Linked DNA regions of Mus musculus: region 1 is linked to region 2. Evidence: chromatin contacts called from public promoter capture Hi-C data. All regions are on one chromosome and are shown on one strand. The core of a region is the stretch at or near the end of the contact, and the rest is flanking DNA. Distances in the headings are between cores, read along the strand shown. Region 1 holds the start of Farp2 (FERM, RhoGEF and pleckstrin domain protein 2). Region 2 overlaps Crocc2 (ciliary rootlet coiled-coil, rootletin family member 2).

Region 1 (6,299 bases), core at 15-2,514, 300 kb before region 2:
ACTGTCTCAACAAAAAACGGTGGGGGACAGGGATATATGAAAACTTTAGAACTGACAACGAAACAGCCACAAAGCGCTTCACAAATGCCTTCCCACGTCCCGAAACTCACAAAACTTTTATTTGGCCTACAAGTAAAGGTTACTTCATACCTCCCCATTTCAAATGACCTTTCCATCTTGCTAACACTGTGAGAATCTGTGCTGCTGATCATAATGCCGTCTCCACAAGACCGACTCTAATTCGGTGCTACCCACTAATTACCAAATATTTTCACAGTGGCCCAGTCAAAAACACCTCATGGAAACAGAACAAAGCTAGGGAGAAAGGCCACCCCTTTAAAGATTCTGTCCGGAATCTTAAGGCTCTCCATTCTTTCTCAGCACGGTGTATCGACATTATTTCCTTCACGAATGCCTTGTTTTCATTTCAATTTTTCATCACCATTACTGGGACATGAAAGAGTTTAAGAAATCACTGCCACGTGTGTAAATGGCAAAGGTGCTTATAATCTCGGATGAGTAAAAGGCAGTGGGCCAGTACTGTTTCTAGATCTTAGCAGAGTAAGAATATCCGAGTCTCAGTTCTGAAGGAAAGGCCGAGAAGAAAAAAGAATGCCCTTCTGGGCTTTCATTTGTGGCTCCGGGTGCTGCTTCCCAAGGTGCTTTGTAGAGCACTGGCCTGGGGGTGGGGGCGGTCTTCAGCAGGACATTCTTGTGGCCCTTAACCCATCACGGGACACTCAGTGTCCACGAGAGATGCTGAGACTCTGATCACCCCCCTTCCTCGACAGCTGGTCTCCACGTGTGCTGTTCCTGTCCTCAGTACTCTGCTGACAGCCTGGCTCCTTGGAACTCTGCAGCTCTCAGCCCTCCCCAGACTGCCCATCTACAAAAGCAACTCTCCAGCCAGTCCTCAGCGGACATCCAGACTGGACCCGAGACTCTCCCTCCCTTCGCCCTCCACCGACAGGCCGTCCACAGACGTGTGTTGTCAAACGCGGACTCTGGCGCGCCTCACGAAGGCCTCAGAGCCGGGCGTGGACTTTCTCTGGTGGACGGCCAGCCTCAGGCCTGGTCCGGCTCGGGTTCCGCTGAGGTCCGGCCAACGAAGGAAGCCCATGCCCAACCCAGCGCCCCTGCGCGGCTCGCTCCCCTCCCCCGCCCACGGCCGCCGCGTCCTCACCGTGCCACACCGGCCTGCGCCGCCGCCAGCCAGGCCTCCTCCACGTCCTGCGCCCGCGCCGCCCGATCCCGACAGCTAGCTGCTTCCCCGCCCCCGCCGCGCGTCCGCCGCAGCCCCGCCCCCCCGCGGACGCACCACCGATTGGCCTGCGGGCGGGTCCTCCCGACCGGCGCCTGCGAGCGCAGCACCTAGCTCTGATTGGTGATCACATGGGACAGGGCGGGGCGAGGGAGCCCCATAAAGTCAGAAGCAAAGCTGTGCAGCTTCTCCGCGGGTGCAACAGGGCTTCGGCGGGCTGTGCGTGTCCTCGGCCCTGGGAGGGGCTTTAGGACCTGAGGACTCTGTGCTGGGTGGGACTTAGGAAACCCGCGAGTTCTCCGTCTTAGTCTTCGCTTTGACAAGGCGACGGGAGGATTCTATCTTGGACGCAGCTTTGGAACAACGGGAGGACTACCCCAGACCTGGACTCTGGAATGCGGGTGGCCCTGGGCGGGACTTTTGGCACAGGGGCGGGTCTCAGCCTACAGCCTGGCTTTGGCAAGCAGGGCAGCCCCGATTCTGGGTGGGGCCTTGGACTTCAAGCTCGCGGGACTATTCTGGCATTCAGGCCTCCCTGACTACTAGGCTCTTTCCTACCTTCCATCCGTGGTGCCCAACCAGGGAATAGTGGAACCGTGGTCTTTAGGCACCAGCTGTTCCTAAAGGGACGCTTTTGAGGTGCAGGCTACGCTAAGAGTCCTCGAAGCCCTCGCGGTTCCTTTCTGGATTTGAGGCTTTCTGGAAATGAAAAATGGTGAGACTGGATTCTGGTCCTTCCACTTCAGACTTGCAGCAAACTCACTTTCTTCTTCCATTGGTTAAGCGAATGGGCCTGCAGGGAGCCAGCCCTTTGAACCAGTCTAGGCTAAATAAATCCACACAGGCCCCCAAGCGATTCATATAGAACTCTAGCCTTTGGCAATAAGTCCTTAAGATAAGCAGGGAGGGCCTCAGCCCACTGGAGGGTGGGTGGGTGGGGGGGCTCTCTGCTTCTCCAAGGCAACCTAGAAGCTCAGGCTGACTGGGTCTGCAATTTTAGTAGGCTTCCCAACTTCCTCCACCACCTTGGCTATCCCTTATTTGTAACCAGCCACTGCCATAGCCACTGACTGTGATGTCCATCATTAAGAAAAGGAACTGGGCCGGGTGGTGTCGCACGCCTTTAATCCCAGCACTTGGGAGGCAGAGGCAGGCGGATTTCTGAGTTGGAGGCCAGCCTGGTCTACAAAGTGAGTTCCAGGACAGCCAGGGCTATACAGAGAAACCCTGTCTTGAAAAACCAAAAAAAAAAAAAAAAAGAAAAGGAGCTGGACTGGACAAGGCAAGAATGAGGTTTGACATGAGCAACCTAGTGATTTAGAGAGCAGGAGCCTCATTTCCTAGTGTCAGTACGCTGCTTAGAGAGCAAGAGGATGAGAAAGACTCCGATAGTACTGGGTGGTCAATCCAGGGGTCATGCTGACAAACCGGAGTGAGGCCAGGCCGAAGAGATTGATCATCCACCCAGATTAGGATAAAGTTTGGGGTTATGTGGCTCTGCTCCCTTTATGAGTCCTGAGATCAAACTCAGGTTTGATCACGTTATGAGGCAAGTACTCTTAGCCACTAAGGCATCTCACCAGAGCAAATTCAGATTTTTAAAGTCACTTTCCTGGGCTGGGGAGATGATTTAGCTGTTAAGGGCTGCTCTTCCACAACACACAAATCCAGTTCCTGGCACCCACATGGCTGCTCACAACGGTCTCTAAGTCCAGTTCCAGGGGACCTGACACCCTCCTCTTCTAGCCTCCTTGGGTGACAGGCATACACATGGTACAAAGACATGCAGGCAGGCAAAATACTCATACACATACAATAAAAAGGTAGAAAAACGTAAAAATCTGAGCATGGTGGTATACATCTTTAATCTCAGCACTCCAGAGGCAAAGAGAGAGATAGTAGATTTCTTTGAGTTGGAGACCAACCTGATTTACATAAAGAGTTCCAGGTTAGCCAGGCTACAAAAGTGAGTCTGCCTCAAACACAAAAAAAACTCCAACCAATACATAAACAAACATTTTAAAAATTAAGACTGTTTTCCTAATTCATCTCTCTTCTTACAAATATGGAGAATTAGAAATATATTTGGATCACTTTTACTTCCCACTATGTTTAACAGTTGTTGCTTCATTTTCTAATTAGTAAATTTACCTATGAAGTCTTACTGTCCATTTTATCAAGTAGTCTGCAGACAATCTGATAACCTGTACAGCTATAGGATTTCTTTTGGAGTATCTGGGTTATCTCTGATGAAAATATACGCAGCACGCCTGCTATTAATACAAGTAACATCTTGCTCTGATATACAGTTGTAATAGGGGTCTTGAATCTTCACAATGGCCCGCATACTTTACTCAAAAAGAGGACTACTCATTTAATATCTAAACAATAGTGCTTTATTGAAAAAGGTTAATTTAAATGGATACAAAGTTGAAGTGTGAAATGTTTTCAAAATACATTTCTACAAGTACAAGTTACTTCTTAGTGAAAGAGCAAGTATCTGTTAGCAAAAGCAGTAAAACTGAAGGGGGTTAGAATTGTGGCTGCAAGACCTCACAATCCACACTGCCAATATTAGATGTCAGCTGACCCGAAGTAGCACCTTAACTCAAAAACATGGGACTCACACCGAATACTTGGGAATTCTTTCATTTTTTTGTTTTTAAATTTTTCTCCAACAAACTTAATGTCAAAATAAGCCAAACAAAGGACTGCATGGGTACTCTAAAGTCATTGACGCTTTTCTTGATAGGAACTTCACACAATGAACTTCCCTGATCACTCACAGTGATGCAATGTGAAGAGGCAAAGCGAGCAAATGTATTTTTCCTCATTAAATTTATAAACAACCATGCTTAAGCTTCATCTTATTAGTACTACTGAGTTTTGGACTGAATTAAACGTAAATCCCTGCCTCATCATCAATCAAGTCCTTCCTCCTGCAGCAAATGAAAGCACACAGTTAGCACCTGCTTTGCTTCTCCACACCACTGCCTCCTTCACCTGCCCCTTCCCTTCTAAGGTCACTGCCTGACATTAGAAGACAGGGTAGAAGAGGGAAGTGCCAGAATATAAACCAGGCAGGACTCTGCTTGCCTGCTTGGGGCACAGATCTGAAAAGCCTTTCGTTCATGGTGTGAAGACATTTATACTACACACACTGAAGAAAATGACAGTGCCTGGAAACAGATGAGACAGTCTGCACATAAAAAACCCAGCACTGCTATTTTCCTTTCAATAGAAGGATCACTGAAAAGGGGAAGAGTTAGACGAAAACCTGGCAGGCATCTGGGCTTCAAGTGGCCTTTTGTTCAAGAGCACCACCCAATCACAAGCCTGGGGTTGGATCCATGCCAGCCAAGGACTATGATTTCCACTGCTATGACCTTTTGCACCTAGTTATAGAAAGTACATTAAAGTGCAGTATAAAATATAAACATTTTGGTTTCTTTAAAAAAGTATTGCCTTTTTAGTTGAGTAAAAAGTTTACTGACTCTTCCTTATAAAGAGTCTTGTTACAATATGAAGCTGGAGCTCATAGCTGCTTTGGTTCTCTCCACAGCATAGCATAATCAGCATCCACAGTATAAAAAGTCCTTGTAGTGAGCTTTCTCTACAGAGGTTTGAAAATGATCTGGCACTAGAATCCAGAGCTCTTAAAATTCAACCCTGAAATCCTGCTTTTTAAAAGCTATTTAAGTATAAACATGTATCTCATTAGATAACTCTCTTCTGTTCTACCTGGTTAACAGATAATTGTGCAGATGAATAAGCCGAATGAACTACAGCAGCAAAATTGGTTTTAGGTGTTCTGTACAAATATAAAGTTAACAATGTGACTTCAATTCTAGTAAGCAAATAATTTGCCACCAAGTATGCACAACCACTTCTGTCACAGGTACATCAATGTCCACCACACAGGAACATTCTGAGCATAAAAATGTCTAGATAGAAATCAAAGAGTACTTGTCAGTGATTAGTCAGGCCAGCTATATCATAGAAATTCACTATTAAGAGTATACATGTTGACTGATTCTTAGAAATAAATTCTAACATTAGTGGTTCAGGAGGAATAAAATATCAGAGTTTTCCTTACAAAATTTAAAGTGTAACAATGAAATATAAATGTTAAAAGTACTTCATACCAAAGGAGTTGGGGGGTTGAGGGCAGAAAAAGAAGGAAAAGAAAAAAAGAGTAAAAACAAAAACCACCAAATGTTAAAAAAGAAAAAAAAAAAAAAAAAAAAACCCCAACCAAACAAAAAACAAAAAACAACCAACTGAAATCCTCAGACACAGGTGCTTCATTGTGGATGGGTGCCCTTCCTTCCACAGGGCTAAGAACCTTGATGCTGTAGCACTTATCAGGAAGTCTTTCTTATCCAAAGTGTTTCCTGGAAAGTAAAAACAAAACAATTTAAATGGAAGTGATGCATTTGTTTCTTACAGCACTGGCAATCCTCCCTCTGCAGAACAAAGGGCATAAACTGAACTAAATCAAGATGCCTTTATGAGGTTTGTGGAAACTGACAGATACTGTAAAACAGTGCTCAGAATTACATCAGATCACAAATCTGAGTGACACGCCAATTTTCAATGGTCACAGCACGGTTGCCTGAGAGGCCTAGAGGTCTACACCTAGGTGGCCCTTATCTAATGGCACTGGTTCCTCTTTCTGGCACCTTTACTATTTTTTTTCATCTGCAGAAGACTTTAATAAATTAAGAAAGTTCTTTTTAAAGATGTTTCCAATATTAAAGAGTTTCCAACACTATTACTAATAAAAATTTTAATTTTTCTTTAACATATTTAATTTTTTCTTTACCATAAACTATATTGTAACATTAGAAAATAAGAATATCTTTACTAGACAGTAGGTGGCAGCAGAGACTAGTTTCTGCTTTTCAATGAAAGGTTACTAACACAGCTAACAGCAGCGGACTTGAGAGAGAGGAGCCCATAGTCATAGGGGAGTCACAGTCATGGCTGAGCTGGCAGTGAGCCCGCCCTCCCTCCCCACTTACCAATATGAAAGCTC
Region 2 (5,845 bases), core at 710-3,209:
TGGGTAACTATGTAGGTAGTTGGTCAGCAGCCTGGTGCTTAGCACCAACAACTGCACAGTCATCCCCATCTAACCTACTGCTCATCTTCTCCTAAGAGTGCAGGAGATAGGGGACTCAGATCTCAGGTATCTATGCCCTCCAAATTCTCCAGCAGGCTCAGAGCCTCTCAGGCCAGGGTGCTCTGCTGCTGAAGTAGGTGGCTTTAAGGCAAGGCTCAACCCATAGGAACATGGATACCTTCAAACACAAGGGAGGCCACTTGGTACCTCTGTGAGCTGACCCAGGGAAGGCAAAAGGCCATGGGAGTAAGTTCCCATCTCCTGCTGACTGGCCCATGGCTCACAGGATGAGCTACCCGATCATGCTGGAAACATGGGATAGTGCCTACACACTGCAGGGGGTACCAAACTTGGTTTCCTGCCTCAAGGAATGAGGCATCTCTGGGGAGATGGATCAGGAGGAGGGGCAGTCCACTATGGGGTATGAACTTGCTGAGGTCTCTAAGTCCCAACCTATAACTCTGACTAGAAGCCTCAGAGAAGGCTCCATCCTGGCTCCCAAGTGTCCCCGGGGAGGAGGTGGAGGAAGCCAGCAGGGACATGCTGAGAGAGGAAGCCACAAGAACTCAGTGGTGTTGAGTGGCTGGTTTGCCAAAAGCAAACCCCTCTTCGCTGGCTGTTTTCACGGGACATTGTCCAGGCCCCTGGCCGGCCTGGCTCCAGAGTCCGCCCGCTGTTATTGTTGTTCTGTTTTTGGGAAGGGCCAGGGCCTCCCCACTGCTCCCCTCCCACCCCCCACATGTGGGAGCCACAACCGTGCAGAGCATTTTCCGCTGAGCTCAGCAGAATTCACCCAGAAGGTCAAGGACCAGGGAAAGGGCCTGTCCATCATAAAAGGAGCTGCACTCATTTCCCGGAGCAGGGGAGATGAAAATAAGCAAAACAAATGGGGGAAGGGCCCCCCTGCTGCCAGGCCACCTCCTCCCCTGCAGTCCAGCACCCCACCCACCCTCTCCTGAGGACATCCATCCCTTTTGCAGGAATTTTACAGCCAAATCGCTTAATGTGATTATTATAATTATTTCTTTACTAGAAGTTGTATAAACAGTCTTTTTTGAAATTTCTTGCAGGGAGGCAACTCCAGAGCTCTGCAGGGAGCAGGGCAGCGAGGCAAGCAGGGGAGGGGTGCAGCAGTGGGGTGGCCTGTGTGTGCATACATGCATGCATACGCGAGTGAAGGGATACACGTGTGCGTTGGCGCACACCCAAAGGATGTGTGTGCATGCGTGCAAATGCCTGTTTACACATGTATAATAGATGTATAATGCACATGTGTGTTTGCTGATCATCTACATGCACATGTGTATGTTTTTGCAGTGTCCTCATGGGCTTTCATATGTGAGCCCCGCACGTGTGTATGGGAATGCATGGGATGTGCGTATACACATTGCTTAGTATGCCTACACCTTAGAGTGTATATGCATTCATAGATGTACATCTTAAATGTACACACAGGTGGGAGGTATCAACATGCAGGTCTGCATGTGTGTGCATATTTACATGTGTGAGACCCCCAAGAAGGTCTGCAAAGTGCTCCGTCTTGAGAGCGGGGAAATTCTGAGCCATGGCACCTGGGACACTCCTCTGTTCATTCCTTCTTGCAATCATCTCTTCCACCTGGTCCTCTACCTTTCAGATACCTGTCACCCTTATCACTTTCTGGGAGGCTTCCTTCCTGAAAACTCGACCTTGCCCCGAAGCTTATGGCCCTCATCTCTCCAGAGTGAGCGAGGCCCCCTCTCCAGATCCCTCCCTCTCTGCCCCCGGTTTTGAAATCGCACTTCGCTTCTCCATGTGGCCGCTGACCAGGCCTGACTTTGAAATCTGTTGGAAGGAACTCTCTCTCTTTGGGGCCAATATAAACAGCCTGTCATGTTCAGTCATGCTCTCTTCCTCTCCCGGGCTCTTGGCCGGCCCCTTGGGGTGTGTTGGGGAGGGAGAGCCCTCTCCTCACCACACCAGGCCAGCTGCCCTGCCTGCCAGCCTTGGCACACAGCCCAGGAGCTGTGAGGCCGCTTTGTCCCCACAGGCCCCACCTGGGTTCTGGCTGACCCCCCCCTCCATCTCAGTCCACACACCCTCCTGCCCTTGCCTCTCCCAGGCGCCCCCAAGTCCTGTCAGAACTCCTCAGAAACACCTTTCCATCTGCTGCCCGCTGGGCCCCTGCCTGGCCTAGCTGTGGCCTCCTCTGGCCCCGCCTAAGACTGCCCCTCACCCTGTCATGATCATGTGGCTCCTGGAGCCCTGGTGTGAGCATCAGGGCCCATGACTGTCCCTGAAAATCCCACCACTATCCTACTTTTCCTGCCTTTGTTCCCTGGGTTTCCTAAACTCAGCATCCTTCCACTTTACTCCATCCAATATGGAGTCTAGGCCTCTTATGCAGGCAGAGTCTAACTCTCCGGGGATTCCCCATGGCTCCTTAGGTGGATAGATTTCTTAGCTAGAGCCCTCCCACCCCTGTGTCACAGTGGCCTTGAGAGTCTTTGGGAGGATACAGCTCCCTACATCTGAGTCCCAGTCCCTGAATTGTGTAGAAGTGAAGGTTAGGCTGTGGAGGCACTGGGACCTGTGTTATGTGCTTCTAGCCAGTTGTCCATGGCTAGCCTCCTTGGGTAGTTAGTCAGCCTTTAGCTATCCCAACAGGAGCACAGGTGAGGTGCTCTGTGGCCTTTCTGGGGTGAGGCAGGCCCGGTGGTGGCCATGATGGGGCCTTACATCTACTTATAGCAAGCTATGGTAGCTTTGCTTTCTCGCAGTAATGGCTCTGCTCTGTCAGGTCTAGTCCTTTTGAAGCCAGATCTACGACTCTGGGCTAGAAATAATACCTTCTATTAGGCCAGGGCCAGCTTTCTCCAGCTGAGGTCAGGAGCCAGGCACAATTTCACTACTCTGAGAGATGCCTCTGGTTGCCAGACCGAATGGGGGCAGTCATTTGTCTCCTCCTGGTCCTGGGATATTCTCCCTCCTCCTGCATTCCTGCTCTCTCAGGGTCCTCCTCACGCTCCTCTAGAGACCCCGTCTCACCTCTCTCCTCACGCTGCTTCGCTCGGCCGCTATCTCACGGAGCTTCTCCCTCAGAGTGTCAGCTTCTCTCTGGTGGGTAGAGATGGCCTCTTCAAACTGGACCTGGAGGGTTCTCAGCTCTTTGGTCATGGTGGTAACGGTAGCCTGGGGGGTGGGGAGACCACTGGATTTGAGGGAGGCTGGTCCGAGGCCTGACTGCCAGGCCTTGAGACAAGCATGTGGGATGAATGCTCTGATAAGCTCCACATGCCAGAGCCGGTGCTCCGCAGCCACATAGTCACAGCTCTTGGCTTTTCTTCAGGGATCCCCAAGCAATGTCTGTGGTGAGCGAGTGGACGAGGCCCAGCTTAGGGGCTCAGGTGTCCCTTTTTGCCTGAAATTCCTGTTCAGTCCATTTTATGTAGAGAGGGGGCAGGAGCAACTGCTTAGCAAGTCAAGATGCCCTGGTCTCAGTGGCATTCGCGTGTGGGGTCACCTGGCCAGGCAATGGATCTGGGATGAGCCTCCACCCCCCCAGTGCAGCCTTCTGGTCACTTGGGTCACCCAGCTCTGGCTGGACATGGAGCATTCTAAGTCCCGGCTCTGAGACCTACAGTATCCAGTATGGTCATTGTTGGCCCGTGTGGGATGAGAAGGCCACACTCCAATAGAGAGCTGTGGTAAGGGACTGGGTACTGATCACCATATATGTCCTGTCCACCCAGCACTTGGCTTCTTGAATTTCCCAGTGGGTAGGTGACAATAGGGGACATCTACCACCCTGCAATCTCTAAACATATGTGCGCAGTCACATCTGCAGAATGTCGCCATGGTAGCTTTGAGATTGTGACGGTGCTGGAAACTCAGTTCAGCCCAGGTCTGCTGCCCTGTCATGTCACAGCCTATAATCGCCTCTCCTGGGGTCTCCTGACTGATGAGCACAAAGGAGTCAGGGGTCCTCTAGGCACCAGCTTCCAGGTTCAGTTTGAAGCACTTTGTTCACAGACAAAGATGTTAGTCTGCTCACCTTGACAACTGCCGTACTGAGGCCCAGTGCACTTCTGGGTTAGGGGTCTTCCCTACTCACTCTAGGGTCCATCCTAGGCCTATGTGCTTCTTTGACAGGACTCTAGGTCCTCAGCATTTGGAAGAAAACACTCATTCCTCCCATAGGCTACTGTGCCAGACTGGGGGTGGAACCATCTAGGCAGAAGAGCCGGGTTATCGGTGGCTTCGGGAACCCTCCAGAGCCTGCGGTGCTACACAGAGGCACCAGTACTACATGGAGACCCTCACTCCCACACCTGCATTCTGCAGGCCACTGCAGGGTTACTGCTGTACAAAGGCTGCCATCAGCCCCACCATTTGCTCTGGTCCTTGGCCCCTCCCCTCCTTCTCAACTGGTACCTAGGATAGCTAGGTCATAGCTCGGTGCCCCTAGGATGGCCAGGTCATGGCTCGGTGCTCCTAGGATGGCCAGGACATGGCTTGGTGCCCCTAGGATACCCAGGCCATGGCCCGGTGCCCACATAGTCCAGAAGTGCTTGCTCAGTGAGATTGCAGTTCCTTGCGAATCTTGGGGACCAGCTCCTGGAGGCAGTGATGACTCAGGCCAGAGGGCCCCTCCACCCATCAGTGGCTCAGTGCCATGTCACCCCACAGCTGGGGTTCCTTGGCTGCACTTCCCCTCTCTCAGTGGGTTTTAATTTCCATTTTCTAAGCTGAGGTGGCAAAAGAACCCTTAATGAGCTCCCAGAGGAGCCCTCCTGGCTAGAAGGCCTGGTCCCTAGCCCAGAGGGAGACTTGGCCAGCATGAAAGAAGGCTCCAGAAGCCAGGGTTGGCTCCTGCAGAGGCCAGTCTATAAGCAGGAGATGGCAACTTCCAGGGTCTCAGGATGCTTTCCTACCCATAGGGAGGAGATGGGTAAGGGTTCGGCGTGTTAGGAAGAGTGTAGGCACAGATTGAGGACCACTCCAGGCCTGTGCCAGGGAAGTGCTGTGCAGCCCTGGTGAGGCACTGGGGGTGAGAGGAGATGGAGCAGAGGGGACAGGAGCCAGGGGAAGCTCCTGGGGACTGGGTACCCCTTAGGTTGTCCTATTCTGTAATGGGGGTGGTCAGAGTGTGTTGCGGGAAATATTAAAAAAGTCACTCTGTCATCTTTTCTGCCCCACTGGTCTGTGTTCTCACTCTAATACCGGTACTGGTGGGCCACAACACTATGCCCCGGTGGGGTCCCGCTCTGCGTGTTCTCACTGCTGAGCAAGCGAGTTTCTCTCGCTTCCACGCAACGCCCCCACCCCTCCCATCAGCCATCACAACACCTAGTTCCCCAGTAGAAACGCGACTCTTAAAGCTTAATTATCCAATCAGATTTATATAACAATAAGACCACAATTTACAAGATGCCAGTACAATAATTTCTGAGCCAGTTGATAAAGATAAAGCTTTAACCCAATTATTCTAACCTTGTGAACATCTTAGCTACTTGTGGCTGTCTAAAACCGTGCCGGATCAGGATCGTCTTCCTGTTCATCTGTCTCCATGTTGACTTCTCTCCTTCTCCCCTCCTCCTACCTCGCTATCTCCCCCTGTCCCCCAAACTCCTAGCTCCGCCTCCCTTTTCCTGTCCAATCATAGGTCTGCCACTGCCCTAATGTGATTGGACAGAGAAAATCCTGCAACAAGTGTGTATATTTGGAGGGGGGGAGAGGTATCACACCTCACTGCGACACCATTTCCTACCACACAGCACCAGGGATCAGCCCCTGCCTTCTTCCG

The links. Promoter capture Hi-C pulls out the DNA fragments that hold promoters and counts their contacts.
Region 1: a contact with region 2 is called in a promoter capture Hi-C map of second pharyngeal arch cranial neural crest. The contact joins the promoter of Farp2 here to the enhancer-like site in region 2. A contact is called at or near these places in 7 of 39 promoter capture datasets (the C10 cell line, cranial neural crest, embryonic stem cells and 4 more), 1 of 15 datasets of contacts at CTCF or cohesin (large pre-B cells), 5 of 484 Hi-C or Micro-C datasets (CD4 T cells, CD8 T cells, erythroblasts and 2 more), 1 of 115 datasets of contacts at active chromatin or transcription factors (large pre-B cells) and 1 of 9 other capture datasets (liver).

Annotation. Positions count from the first base shown.
Region 1 is chr1:93,507,069-93,513,367 of GRCm38.p6, reverse strand. It overlaps Farp2 (FERM, RhoGEF and pleckstrin domain protein 2), which reads right to left and starts at 1,264. Exons shown (of 27, transcript NM_145519.2): 1 at 1,184-1,264. Septin2 (septin 2) reads right to left here. Exons shown (of 13, transcript NM_010891.2): 12 at 6,286-6,299; 13 at 3,635-5,655.
Region 2 is chr1:93,206,620-93,212,464 of GRCm38.p6, reverse strand. Crocc2 (ciliary rootlet coiled-coil, rootletin family member 2) reads right to left here. Exons shown (of 32, transcript NM_001310428.1): 21 at 3,088-3,231. Among named protein-coding and RNA genes, the nearest start is that of Sned1, 26 kb to the left of the region's middle. Within about 2 kb of position 1,959, at least 109 of the 459 cell types and tissues checked have an H3K27ac peak or open chromatin away from gene starts, as enhancers often do. A contact at or near this core is called in second pharyngeal arch cranial neural crest, where this site is marked.